Linked DNA regions of Bos taurus: region 2 is linked to region 1. The links are chromatin contacts, called in public Hi-C maps. All regions are on one chromosome and are shown on one strand. Each heading gives the region's core, a stretch centred on a gene start, on an enhancer-like site or on the middle of the called end of the contact. The rest is flanking DNA. Distances are from core to core; before and after follow the strand shown. Region 1 holds the start of COPRS (coordinator of PRMT5 and differentiation stimulator). Region 2 holds the start of RAB11FIP4 (RAB11 family interacting protein 4).

The links. Hi-C and Micro-C count contacts between places; a contact is called where the count stands out from the background.
Region 2: a Hi-C map of blastocyst shows a contact between it and region 1, with 4 times the contacts expected there. The contact joins the promoter of RAB11FIP4 here to the promoter of COPRS in region 1. A contact is called at or near these places in 2 of 11 Hi-C or Micro-C datasets (blastocyst and liver).

The regions. Positions count from the first base shown.
Region 1 is chr19:18,251,035-18,257,781 of ARS-UCD2.0, forward strand. It overlaps COPRS (coordinator of PRMT5 and differentiation stimulator), which reads left to right and starts at 4,718. Exons shown (of 4, transcript NM_001098894.2): 1 at 4,718-4,860. The coding sequence starts at 4,762.
Region 2 is chr19:18,599,309-18,605,768 of ARS-UCD2.0, forward strand. RAB11FIP4 (RAB11 family interacting protein 4) reads right to left here and starts at 3,446. Exons shown (of 15, transcript XM_024980657.2): 1 at 3,265-3,446. The coding sequence starts at 3,423.

The DNA of each region.
Region 1 (6,747 bases), core at 3,468-5,967:
GTTACCTATTAACTGTGTTAGGCTAAATATTTTTCAAATGGCTTATGTAATGTATAAACAACATTCTTTGAGAGATTTGAAGGAATAGCGTAATCTCAGATTGTCATAAAATGGCCTGATGAACAAAGAATCCCAGCTTCCAGCTTTTCTGCTACTTAGAGGTTAAGGCGATTATCACACCTTGAGCAGATTTGTTACAGAGGTTCAGGCAGTACAGGGAAGGAAAGGCAGCAAGGGCTGTTTTTAGAATTTGGTGTTGCCCAGCTAAGGTGCTGCCTAACTTCTGCTGCCCTCAGCTGTAGATGGCCAGACTTGGAGCACTGCAAGATGGGCCATAGGTGAGACTACGGGCACAGTGCAGGATGTTTAGGGTTACTGTGACCGAGTGTCATAGCTTATAGTTCAGTCACTTAGTCGTGTCCGACTCTCTGCGACCCCATGAATCGCAGCACACCAGGCCTCCCTGTCCATCACCAGCTCCTGGAGTTCACTCAAACTCAAGTCCATCGAGTTGGTGATGCCATCCAGCCGTCTCATCCTCTGTCATCCCCTTCTCCTCCTGCCCCCAATCCCTCCCAGCATCAGAGTCTTTTCCAGTGAGTCAGCTCTTCGCATGAAGTGGCCAAAGTACTGGAGTTTCAGGTTTAGCATCAGTCCTTCCAAAGAACACCCAGGACTGATCTCCTTTACAATGGACTGGTTGGATCTCCTTGCAGTCCAGGGGACACTCAAGAGTCTTCAACACCACAGTTCAAACGTCAATTCTTGGGCGCTCAGCTTTCTTCACAGTCCAACTCTCACATCCATACGTGACTACTGGAAAAACCATAGCCTTGACTAGACGGACCTTTGTTGGCAAAGTAATGTCTCTGCTTTTCAATATGCTATCTAGGTTGCTCATAACTTTCCTTCCAAGGAGTAAGCATCTTTTAATTTCATGGGTGCAATCACCATCTGCAGTGATTTTGGAGCCCCCCCAAAATAGTCTGACACTGTTTATCCATCTATTTCCCATGAAGTGATGGGACCAGATGCCATGATCTTCGTTTTCTGAATGTTGAGCTTTAGGCCAACTTTTTCACTCTCCTCTTGTGCTTTCATCAAGAGGCTTTTTAGTTCCTTGTCACTTTCTGCCATAAGGGTGGTGTCATCTGCATATCTGAGGTTATTGATATTTCTCCCAGCAATCTTGATGCCAGCTTGTGCTTCTTCCAGCCCAGCGTTTCTCATGATGTACTCTGCATATAAGTTAAACAGGGTGACAATATACAGCCTTGATGTACTCCTTTTCCTATTTGGAACCAGTCTGTTCCATGTCCAGTAAACTGTTGCTTCTTGAACTGCACATAGGTTTCTCAAGAGGCAGGTCAGGTGGTCTGGTATTCCCATCTCTTTCAGAATTTTCCACAGTTTATTGTGATCCACACATTCAAAGGCTTTGGCATAGTCAAGAAAGCAGAAATAGATGTTTTTCTGGAACTCTCTTGCTTTTTCGATGATCCAGCGGATGTTGGCAATTTGATCTCTGGTTCCTCTCCCTTTTCTAAAACCAGCTTGAACATCTGGAAGTTCATGGTTCATGTATTGCTGAAGCCTGGCTTGGAGAATTTTGAGCATTACTAGTGTGTGAGATGAGTGCAATTTGTACGGTAGTTTGAGCATTCTTTGGGATTGGAATGAAAGCTGACCTTTTCCAGTCCTGTGGCCACTGCCAAGTTTTCCAAATTTGCTGGCATATTGAGTGCAGCACTTACACAGCATCATCTTTCAGGATTTGAAAATAGCTCAACTGGAATTCCATCACCTCCAGTAGCTTTGTTCGTAGTGAGACTTTCTAAGGCCCACTTGACTTCACATTCCAGGATGTCTGGCTCTAGGTGAGTGATCACACCATTGTGATTATCTGGGTCACAAAGATCTTTTTTTGTACAGTTGTGTGTATTCTTGCCACCTCTTCTTAATATCTTCTGCTTCTGTTAGGTCCATACCATTTCTGTCCTTTATCGAGCCCATCTTTGCATGAAATGTTCCCTTGGTATCTCTAATTTTCTTGAAAGAGATCTCTAGTCTTTGCCATTCTGTTGTTTTCCTCTATTTCTTTGCATTGATTGTTGAGGAAGGCTTTCTTATCTCTCCTTGCTATTCTTTGGAACTGTGCATTCAGATGCTTATATCTTTCCTTTTCTTTGCTTTTCACTTCTCTTTCACAGCTATTTGTAAGGCCTCCCCAGACAGCCATTTTGGTTTTTTGCATTTCTTTTCCATGGGGATGGTCTTGATCCCTGTCTCCTGTTCAATGTCACGAACCTCCGTCCATAATTCATCAGGCACTCTATCAGATCTAGTCCCTTAAATCTGTTTCTCACTTCTACTGTATAATCATAAGGGATTTGATTTAGGTCATACCTGAATGGTTTAGTGGTTTTCCCTACTTTCTTCAATTTAAGTCTGAATTTGGCAGTAAAGAGTTCATGATCTGAGCCACAGTCAGCTCCTGGTCTTGTTTTTGTTGACTGTATAGAGCTTCTCCATCTTTGGCTGCAAAGAATATAATCAATCTGATTTTGGTGTTGACCATCTGGTGATGTCCATGTGTAGAGTCTTATCTTGTGTTGTTGGAAGAGGGTGTTTGCTCTGACCAGTGCGTTCTCTTGGCAAAACTCTATTAGCCTTTGCCCTGCTTCATTCTGTATTCCAAGGCCAAATTTGCCTGTTACTCCAGGTGTTTCTTGACTTACTACTTTTGCATTCCAGTCCCCTATAATGAAAAGGACAGCTTTTTTTGGTGTTAGTTCTAAAATGTCTTGTAGGTCTTCATAGAACCGTTCAGCTTCTTCAGCATTACTGGTTGGGGTCTATCAGGGTTTATGAAATGTTAAGAGTTTTGATCAATCTGGCTTGGTTTCTAATGGGTTAATGCTAAGACCTGGTTAGCTCAGGGTGAGAGTTACTGGGCTCCTGAGTTGTCTCATCCATTTGTGGGAGAGTTGTAGCCTGATTCCAGCCCAAGTTCTAGAGAAACCTGTTTATAGAGAAAAGAGTAAAATGGGATTAAAGCTAATATTGCATAAAAAGTTTTTAAGCTCTTACGCACTATTTTATGCACTATTAGGTAGACGCGGGTAATGGACTATTGTAACAGGTTTTGGCCACCTCATGCGAAGAGTTGACTCATTGGAAAAGACTGATGCTGGGGGGGATTGGGGGCAGGAGGAGAAGGGGACGACAGAGGATGAGATGGCTGGATGGCATCACCGACTCGATGGACGTGAGTCTCAGTGAACTCCGGGAGTTGGCGATGGACAGGGAGGCCTGGCGTGCTGCGATTCATGGGGTTGCAAAGAGTTGGACATGACTGAGCGACTGAACTGAACAGGTTTTGACTTCCAGTAAACTGTGGAAAATTCTGAAAGAGATGGGAATACCAGGCCACCTGACCTGCCTCTTGAGAAACCTATGTGCAGTTCAAGAAGCAACAGTTTACTGGACATGGAACAACAGACTGGTTCCAAATAGGAAAAGGAGTACGTCAAGGCTGTATATTGTCACCCTGTTTACTTAACTTATATGCAGAGTACATCATGAGAAACACTGGGCTGTAAGAAGCACAAGCTGGCATCAAGATTGCTGGGAGAAATAACAATAACCTCAGATATGCAGATGACACCACCCTTATGGCAGAAAGTGACGAGGAACTAAAAAGCCTCTTGATGAAAGCACAAGAGGAGAGTGAAAAAGTTGGCCTAAAGCTCAATTGAGAAAACGAAGATCATGGCATCTGGTCCCATCACTTCATGGGAAATAGATGGGGAAATAGTGTCAGACTTTATTTTTGGGGGCTCCAAAATCACTGCAGATGGTGATGGCACCTGTGAAATTAAAAGATGCTTACTCCCTGGAAGGAAAGTTCTGACCAACTTAGTATATTCAAAAGCAGAGACATTACTTTGCCAACAAAGGTCCGTCTAGTCAAGGCTGTGGTTTTTCCATTAGTCATGTATGGATGTGAGAATTGGACTGTGAAGAAAGCTGAGAGCCCAAGAATTGATGTTTGAACTGTGGTGTTGGAGAAGACTTGAGAGTTCCTTGGACTGCAAGGAGATCCCACCAGTCCATTCTAAAGGAGATCAGTCCTGAGTGTTCTTTGGAAGGACTGATGCTAAACCTGAAACTCCAGTACTTTGGCCACCTCATGGGAAGAGCTGACTCATTGGAAAAGTCTCTGATGCTGGGAGGGATTGGGGGCAGGAGGAGAAGGGGCCGACAGAGGATGAGATGGCTGGAAGACATCACCGACTCGATGGTCATGAGTTTGAGTGAACTCCGGGAGTTGGTGATGGACAGGGAGGCCTGGCCTGCTGCAATTCATGGGGTCGCAGAGTCGGACACGACTGAGCGACTGAACTGAACTGAATAGGTTTTGAAAGAAAGCATGTCCATTGTGATTGGGTAGGGGTAGCACGCAGGCGTTCAAGACCCAGCTAGTCGTCTAGCCCTGGGACCTGCATCGCCAGTGGCTACAAAAATTAGATTTCGGGACGGTTGGGTAAACCGGGCTTTCGGAGGCGGGCACTCCCCGCCCCTTACTCCGCCCCGTCCGTTGCCCCGCCCCTGGCTCCCCCTTGACCCCCGCGCCCCGCCCCCCGGCCGAGAGCACCCCAGGCTGATTGGCTCTCAACGGCGTATCCTCGGGCCGGCAGCCAGGCCGGCGCGTCACGTGGCCGAGCGGCGACCTGGGCGCCGAGCCGCGGGCAGACAGGGATGGACCCTCCGACCGCCGGGGCCCAGTCGCTGGGGGCCGCCGAGCAGCCGCGGGGTCTGCAGCTGCCGAGCGGGCGGGAGGCGCCCCCGAGTCCGGGGGTGAGCGCGGCGCGGGGCCTGGGCGCGTCCACCACCTGCGGTCGGGGGCGGGAAGTTGCGGGGGCTCGCGGGGCGTGGGCCACGGAACCGGGGAAGCGCTCCCGGCCCGCTTCGGGCAGCCCGGCCGTTTGGGCGCGCGCCCGAGCTGGAAACAGCCGGGCCGCGAAACTGTGGGGCGGGGCAACCTCGAGGACGTGGGTGGGCGCGCCGGGCTGGGAGTGCTGGCTGTTGGCTCCAGGGCACCTTTGCGTCCTTGCTAAATGGGAGGTGATGCTGCTGACCGAGAGCTGGGGCTGCTGCTGGGGGGCCTGGGCTGGGGCCAGGTGAGGGCGACGAGGAGAGCGACTTTCCCTGAAGGATCTGTGTCCCATGGTGGGGATGCTCAGCTAAGCCAGAGCACCGGATGATGGCTCCTGCGCGCTCTCCTTTTCACTGAAACCAAAAGGCCGCGTTTGACGCAGGCTTTCTAGAAACTTGTTTTCTTTTGCGCGCCAGACGGCTCCCGGTTTCTCAAAGACTGCTATTACAGTCATGTCCTGCCCTTGTTCAGTAATCCCTTTTAGACGGGGAGCTCCTTGAGGGTAGGAACGCTCTATTTAGTGCTGTAAACCCGCTGCGTAGCGTAGTGCCTGGCACTTGACACACGCATATTTATTGAGTGGAAGAGGAATGCTTGTCTAAGCATCAGAGACATCCTAACCAAAATAAGATAGGAAAAATGTAGTGGTAGGCTTATAAAGAAAATTACTTTAGCGGGCAGGTAGGATGAGACTGATTTTGTCAGGCCACAGCAGGAAGGTTCCTGCACTTCCTCTCCAAGATGAGAGGATAGTGGTCGTGGCAGAGGCGTGGAGATGAGGATGTGCAGGGCAAATGGTTGGGAGCTTGGAGAGAGAACTGTGCTGCACAAGTTGACGGAGCCTGAAGGGGCAATGTGGATGCCATGGCGAATTTTGTACTCTAGCAGCGGAGGCCTATTGAGGTTTCTGGGCAGAGTGGTGATTTCCAGTGTGAGGCCGCGGCAGATGGGTGAGTGTGGGCCCCTGGTATTCCAGTGGCTAAGACTCTGTGTTCCTAATTCAGGGGACCCTGGTGGGGGCTCCCATATGCTGTAACTAATACCTGGTGCAGCCAAATTAAAAAAAAGAAAAAGTGGGTGAGTGGGAAGGCAGGTAGGGAGCTCTTGCAATAGAAGAGGTGAGAAGTCCCACTACTGGTCAGCAGGAGTGACTGGAAGTTGTCACCGACTACTGGAGATGGAATTAGCTCATTAAATCCAGGTAGGACTAGGTCGTGAGCTAACTGGGGTAGGTGCCAAGCGCAGTTTAAATGTAGGGGCAAAGAAGGTGGGTTTCAGCTCAATAAATGTTGTATTCCTGCTGTGTGCTAGGTGTCTTCATTGGTGTTATCTCATTATAAACCTCCTGCTGGGTTAGAACAATTGTTCCCAATTTCCAGAGACGGAAACCCAGGCATGGTGGCTGAAGTGGTATGTCCCAGGTATACTCTGAGTGATAGGGATTGAAGTAAGGTCTTCTCATGCAGGCTGTGAACATTTCTTGCCTCACTTAGAAAGACATCTTCACAGGTGATAGGATTTCAGGAACTCTCTCTCTTTTTTTGTTTTTGGCCATACTGCCCAGATACGGGATCTTAGTTCCCCGACCAGGGATTGAACCCATGCCCCCTGCATTGGAAGCGTGGAGTCTTAGCCACTGGCTTGCCAGGGAAGTCCCAGGATTTCAGAACTTTTGAGTGATGGGAGCAGAGAAACCTAGCGATGGCTATGAAGGAAGATGATTTCCTGGCAACAGCTGCCGATTTCCCTTGAGCAGCTAAAGCTCTTTTGTCCTCATCTGTTGGTCAGTAGATGAAATTTGATAAAAA
Region 2 (6,460 bases), core at 2,196-4,695, 350 kb after region 1:
TTCTGGGTGTAGTTGATAAAATATGGATAATCAGCTCTGATAAATTTACTGAACTCCATCTCTAATGAATGATAGTAATCTACTCTAGGGCACTGGGGGTTTGGGAAATCAAGGTTTCTATGTGATTTTTAAACAAACGGGATAGAAACTGTCAGAAAACATAGTATTTTGAAGGGGAAATTACATTCCTATTTTTTAGTGCAAAACAGGTGTGCATTTGTGAATTTGGTGTGCAGTGAGCAGGGCTAAAAAATGTAATTCTGTGGATCCCAGTTCTTAACACTATGTGAGCAGAACCACCCCTACAAGGCTCTGTCCGTGGTCCTGCCTGGGTTTACAACCAGCCTGGGAGACGGAGACATGAAGCACCCACTTCTCCAACTAGCAGGGAGCACAGCATCTGAGTGACAAATGCAGGATTGTATCGGGGAGGCAAAAGGTTCGTTCGGGTTCTTCTGTAACATTGCGTGGAAAAAGCCGAATGAACTTTTTGGCCTACTCAATAAACTCTCTATTGTCTGTTACAACAGGATGAAATGAACAAGATGAAATTCAACAGGAATAAAGTCCACGTTACAGGTTTAGATCCAAGAAATTACTGACACAGACAACAGGCCTGATCTCTTCAACAAGTCAGGATTATTCAAATTGAAAAAAAAAAGAATTGAATTAAAGTAAGAGAGGGCCTAGAGGTCAGAACAACTGGAAGCAGTGCACGGTTCTGGTGAGGAAAGCGGTTTGAACACAACAGCACAGATCGGCCTTTTGGGGCCAAATAGGGAAATCTGAATAAGTTATGCATAATAAAGATGAGAATTTATTGGAGCAGAAAAGTGCTGATCATTTACTGGGAAAAAATCAGGTTACAAGACAGTATGCACAGCATGACCTCATTTTATGGAGAAAATTTACATATAAGCATAGAAACAGCTCTGGAAGGATGTGAGCGAGGTGTCACAGCGCGGCTACCTGGGAGGATGGGAACATGGCACTTTGGTTTTTGCTTGCCCATATTTCTATTCCCACAGTGCATATAAACTGATTTTGTAATGATAGAAAATTATGCTTTAAAAAGAAAAATCAGGGCTCCACGTTCCCAATGCCGGCGGCACAGGTTCGATCCCTGCTCAGGGAACCAGATCCCACAGGCTGGAAATAAAGAACTCGTGTGCCACAAGGATAATCAAAGATCCTACATGCCACAACTAAGACCCAGCACAACCAAGACCCTAAATAAACAAACACACTGAAAAGAAAATCACTGATCCTCCTCCAGGATGAAGGGGCATCCTGGCTTGGCACGGGTTGCTAAGAAAGATCCCAAGGGATTTCAGTGGCCAGAAACTTAACCTGAGGGCACCACTCAAAAGACAGCATCGCCCCAAGCCACCTGCTGTGTGTGATGCGTTGGGGTTGGGACAGTCCCGGGGGTCTCCTGGTCCAGCCCCTCCATGTTACTACAAGGAAAAGTGTCACACAGTTGATGGTGGCTTCAGGGCTGGAAGCCAGATGTTTGGCCCCTGCCAGGGCCTATGGAAATGGCCTGGGGCTTCAAGAATAGGGGGTATTTGGCCTGGAGAAGGGAAGATGGGAAGGAGAGAGGGGGAAGGGGACAGGAGTGCTGTTTTCACATTTAAAGACTGCCACGTAGAAGTGAGACCCATGTGAGTCCCTGTGCAGAACCACGATGACTAAGTGACAAGCAGGTTTGGCTCCGGAGTGTTAAGAGGCAGAAGCGCAAACAAGAGGAGCTGTTCAGTTCCGGGAGAAGGTGGGGCTGGTGAGGGGCTCACCAAGAGCTCACATTGGCCGCCTGCCAGAGCCTGCTGGGAAGCTCTTCCCACCACTGAGACCGCGGCTCTGGGACTCCAGTTGCAGCCAGGGCCAGCAGCTTCTTCTCCCCACGCTTGGGGTCTGCAGCCTGCCTCAGAGGATGGGAGGGGTCAGACCAGCCTTTGGGAAGAAGGATCAAAGGGCTGCAGGAAAGCGCCCTGAGCAGATCCTGGCAGAGGGAGACCCTGGGCTCCAAAGGGCGGGCAGCAATGGGCCTCTCCTACATGGGGTACCTGAGTTCTCAGACTTGACACCTGCCTCATCCTCTTCCACCTATCGCTCCCAGGGACTCCTGGGAGTCCTGGCCCAGCCCAGTGACCACAAACAGATGATTATCTATCATCTTCCCCCTTCCCAGGTGACAGGGAGGCATGGATCCAACCTAACCAGGCCCGGCTTCTCCCATGTTCTGGAATGCTAGGCCCCAGCTGTTCCCGGAACAGAAGGCCAGGGAGTGCCGATACAGAGCCAGAGGCCTCAGGTGGCCTTGGAAAGTCACTACTCAAGGCTTCCTGCCCTGACCATTTCAGAGTGGGCAGTAGCAGGAGTGTGGGATGCTCTCCTGCCAGGTAGGAGCCTTACACATCCCCTGCCACACACACATAGCCACCTCTCCTCCATGGCATGAGAGGACACTGGTCTCTGCCCACCCCACTGGCAGCACCCACCCTCGGATCACAGCCCTGCTAACACTGTTTCTGCTTTCCCCAAATCCGCGCGGGCTCCCCGTTTCAGACACTGCTCAGCTGCTGTTCCCCAGCTTGGCTGTGGCAGGGTTGTCGCAGCCGCCACAGCCAGCTGCCAGTCAGGCCTGCCCCTCGGAGCCCGCAGGGTGCGGGGAGGAGGGGTGGTCACCAGGCGCTAGGCTGAGAATCCAGGAAGGCCGAAGGCAGACACCTCCCGCTAGGTTCCAGGCCGGCTGGGTGCAGTCAAGGAGCCGAGGCGGTAGAGCGCCCCTAGTTGTCCTCCCCTCCCCTCGGCCAGGCCCAGTGGGGCGCTTGCCTCCCCCCTACTCCATCCCGCGTCCTGGGATTCCTGCACCGGACCTCTGCAATTCGGTCTCCGCAGGGTAGGCAGGGGAGGGGGTCCCGGAGCTAGAACCTGACGGTTCCCCCCGCCCCATACACCGAGTAGGCTGCAGAAAGGTTAGAGGGACCCTCAGGGCCCGGGGTAAGCAAGGTGGGCAGAGAAGCCCTCCCTGCCCCCCACCCCGGGGCGTGATGGTGACACTCACAGCACCTGCGCGAATGGAGGAAAGCGAGGGTCCGACAGGGTGGGGAAGCCCCGGGGCTCGAAGTCCTCAGGTCCGGCGGGATGCCTCCGGGCTGCAGCCGCCGCCGCCGCCGGGGACTGGGAGCGGGCAGGTGAAAGGGCGAGGAAGCCGGGGGTGGGGGGACTGGGGCGCGGGCGCCCCCGCCGCGGGGCCCTTACCTCCTCGCCTTGGCCAAAGCGCAGTCCGAGCGCCGCGACGCGCTCCACGCGCAAGAAGCCGTCGGGGTCGCGGCCGCACACCTCGAACACCTCGCGCAGGCGGCGCACTGAGCGCAGCAGAGCCGCGGGGGCGCCCGCCCAGCCCGCGCCGCCCGCCATCCGGGCCGGCCCCGCAGCTAGCCCGAGCCCCGCGCCCGCCCGCCCCGCGCCGCCGCCGCCGCCGCCGCCATCGCCGCGCGCCCTCCGCCCGGCGCTGCGACGCGCAGCCTCCGCCCGGTGGCGGCGGCGGCCGAGCCGTGTCAGCAGCGGCGCCGCAGCCCCGCGGCTCGGGGCGGGCGGGGGAGCGGGAGGCTGCAGACAAAAGGAGCCGCGCGCCTCCGAGGGCGGCCGCCTGCGCGGCCCCGCCGCCGCCGCCCCCAGGCTCAGGGTCCCTGGACCGCTCCAAGCTCGTCCCGTCCCCTAGAGAGCCGGAGGGTGGGTGTGCGACCCGCGCCCGGAAACCCAGGGCGGCCCCAAGGCCCCGCCCCTGCTTGGAGGAGTCCGCGAGGAAGCCCGATCCCCCCCCACCGGACCACCCGCGCTGGGGTCCAGCCGCCTCTCCCCCACCTCAGCCCCCCACCAGACGCCAACCCATCCCAGCTCACCGCGCCCTTTGTGGGCGCCGGCGGTGCCGAGCGCTCAGTATGTCCTAGGGGTTTCCTGTATTAGCACGCTGGACTTGTTCCACTCATCGAAGAGGGAGCTGAGACTCAGAGAGGTGGAACTACTTGCCCTAGGCCACTCAGCCAGTGGGGGGCCAGGTCAGGATTCCTAGCCAGTCTGGAGCGGGATGGAGCTAGGCCCTCTACTCTTCCCCTCCTCTCTGCTGCCCCTTAAAGAATAGTTTCCAGGCTTAGATCAGCACGGGCCTCCCCAGCAGAACCCAGGGCCAGCTCCGGGCTGGGCAAGGGCCGGGAGAGCGGGAGCGGGGACCCTGGGACAGGAGCGGGTAAGGGGAGACAGAGCAGTCAGGAGGAAGGAAAAGCAAGGGCTGCCCACAAGGCCTGCCCGGGCCGCCCAGCATCTTGGGGAGGTTCCCTCCCTTCCCTTGAGTTCCCACGCTCACCCCTTTATCGCACCCTGGACCCTCAAGCTGAGAACCCGGGACAGTCTTGGCCCTGGGGCTGATGGCAGCCTCCAGGCCTGGACCTTAGCCTCCTCCCAGTCCTGCTTAGCTCCCAATCCCTGCTCCTCGGACTCCCGGTTTCGCCCCCGGCTCTGCGGAACCTGGCCTGGCTCTCCTTTTTGTTGCTCAGCTTGCCGGGCCCTTGTGGCACGAGTTGTACCCAGCCCAAATGCAGGTCTTGGCTGAACCCACCCCCGCTTAAGTTTTCCAGCTCAGTTCAGAGGTTTCCTCCTTTGGGAAGCCTTCCCTGATAGCACTCCGTTTTGCCTGTTACTCTGATTTCTGACCCCCTAAGTACAGATGCCGACTTAGTTTTGTCATTGTCTGGTGGGCTGCCCATCTCCCCCCATGGCATGCTGGGAAATTCTCCAGGGCAGGATGTATCTTCATCACTTCTTGTTCCTCATCTCTAGGCAAGGAGGAAGCCCCTGCCCAGAGGAGATGCGGACCTACACCATCATCGGCAGGAGCCACGAGCAGTGTAGGGACCTAGACAGAGAGGCTAGAGCGAGGCCCAGTTCTGCACATGAGCTGTGTGGCTTCTCTTCTTGAGAAGAGAAGGGGGACCTCAGTTTCCCCCTCTGTGGTCTTCCTGCTCAACTGTGAGTGTACCCTGCTCAGGGGCTGCCATGTGGCTTCCCTGATTCTCCCTCCCAAGAGGTTCAGGACAGAAGGGAGGTGGGCAGGGCTGGGTTACCCTGTTTTGGAAGCTGTAGAAATGACTCTCAGAGCTCTCCCTGCATCAAATCCCCCAAAAGAGGAGACCAGGGAAGCTGAAAAATCTCAGCTGGCAGAGGTGGGGCCTCAGACCCGAGCATGAACAAATCCCAGGTGACCCAGGCTCAAAGCCCAAACCAGATTTGTGGTTCTTCTCCCCCAAAACAAGGTCACACAAAATTCAAAAGTCCCTTCCTCAGGGGAGCCCTCCCTGACTCCCACTTCTCCTCCCCATATCCAAGAGCATCTAAGCTCCTTTTGCCTCCCTCTTCCTGGGACAGCTCAATCCTACCCTGTCCCCATCCCATTTCCTCTGGCCAACTCTCATACTTCCAGATTCCATGGAAATGGCACCTCTTGCAGGAAGCCTTCCCTGATCATGTATTGTGACTTGTCCTGATGTCTCTTATTCCTGTTATTTATTACGAGAACATCTGGGAAGTAGATATGAGAGTTGACACAGTGACCACAAGGCCCATGAAGGCAGGGACTATGTCATTTCTCTCTTGATTTCTTAATTCCCAGCTCCTAGCACAATGTCCAGTACACACAACTGAGGTCTGAGAAGGAATAAATTAGGGAAAGAATGGGCACATATAGTGTGGTAAACAGAAACACAGCTTCTCAAAAGATACCCATGTGCTAATCACTGGGACCTGTAAATGACCTTATTGGAAAAGATTCTTTGCAGGTGTCATGAAGTTAAAGCTCTGGAAAGTCTCCTGGGTTAGCTGGATAGGTTCTAAGTGCAATCACAGTATCCTCTTAAGAGGGAGGCAAAAGCAGATTTAACGCAAACAGAAGACAAGGCGATGTGGCCACAGGAGGAAGAGATTGGAGGGGTGTGGCCACAAGCCAAGAATGCCAGCAGCCATCGGAATCTGGAAGAGTTGAGGACATGAACCTTTCCTAGATCCTCTTTGATCTTAGGCTTCTGGCCTCCAGAACTATGCGGGAATGAATTTCTGTTGTAAGTTTCCAAGTTGGTGGTAGTTATAGCAGCCACAGGAAACTAGTATAATGGTATAAATATCATGGGGAGGTTATTACAGATTATTAAGAGACAGGCTTTGGAATCCAAAACAGTGGTGCCACGCACCAAGTCCTGCTGCTCATTTAGCCCTTTGAGTCTATAATGAGTTAACTTCTCTGAGCCTCAGTGTGCATATCTGTAAAGTGGGGATAGTGCTTCCTACCTACAGAGGGCCCCACGTGAGGAAATGAATGTAATGTGGCTGGCACAGTGCCTGGCATGTACTTGGCCCGTGTGATTATGATACGTGTTGGCACGGAGAGGTTGGGAGCTAATATGAA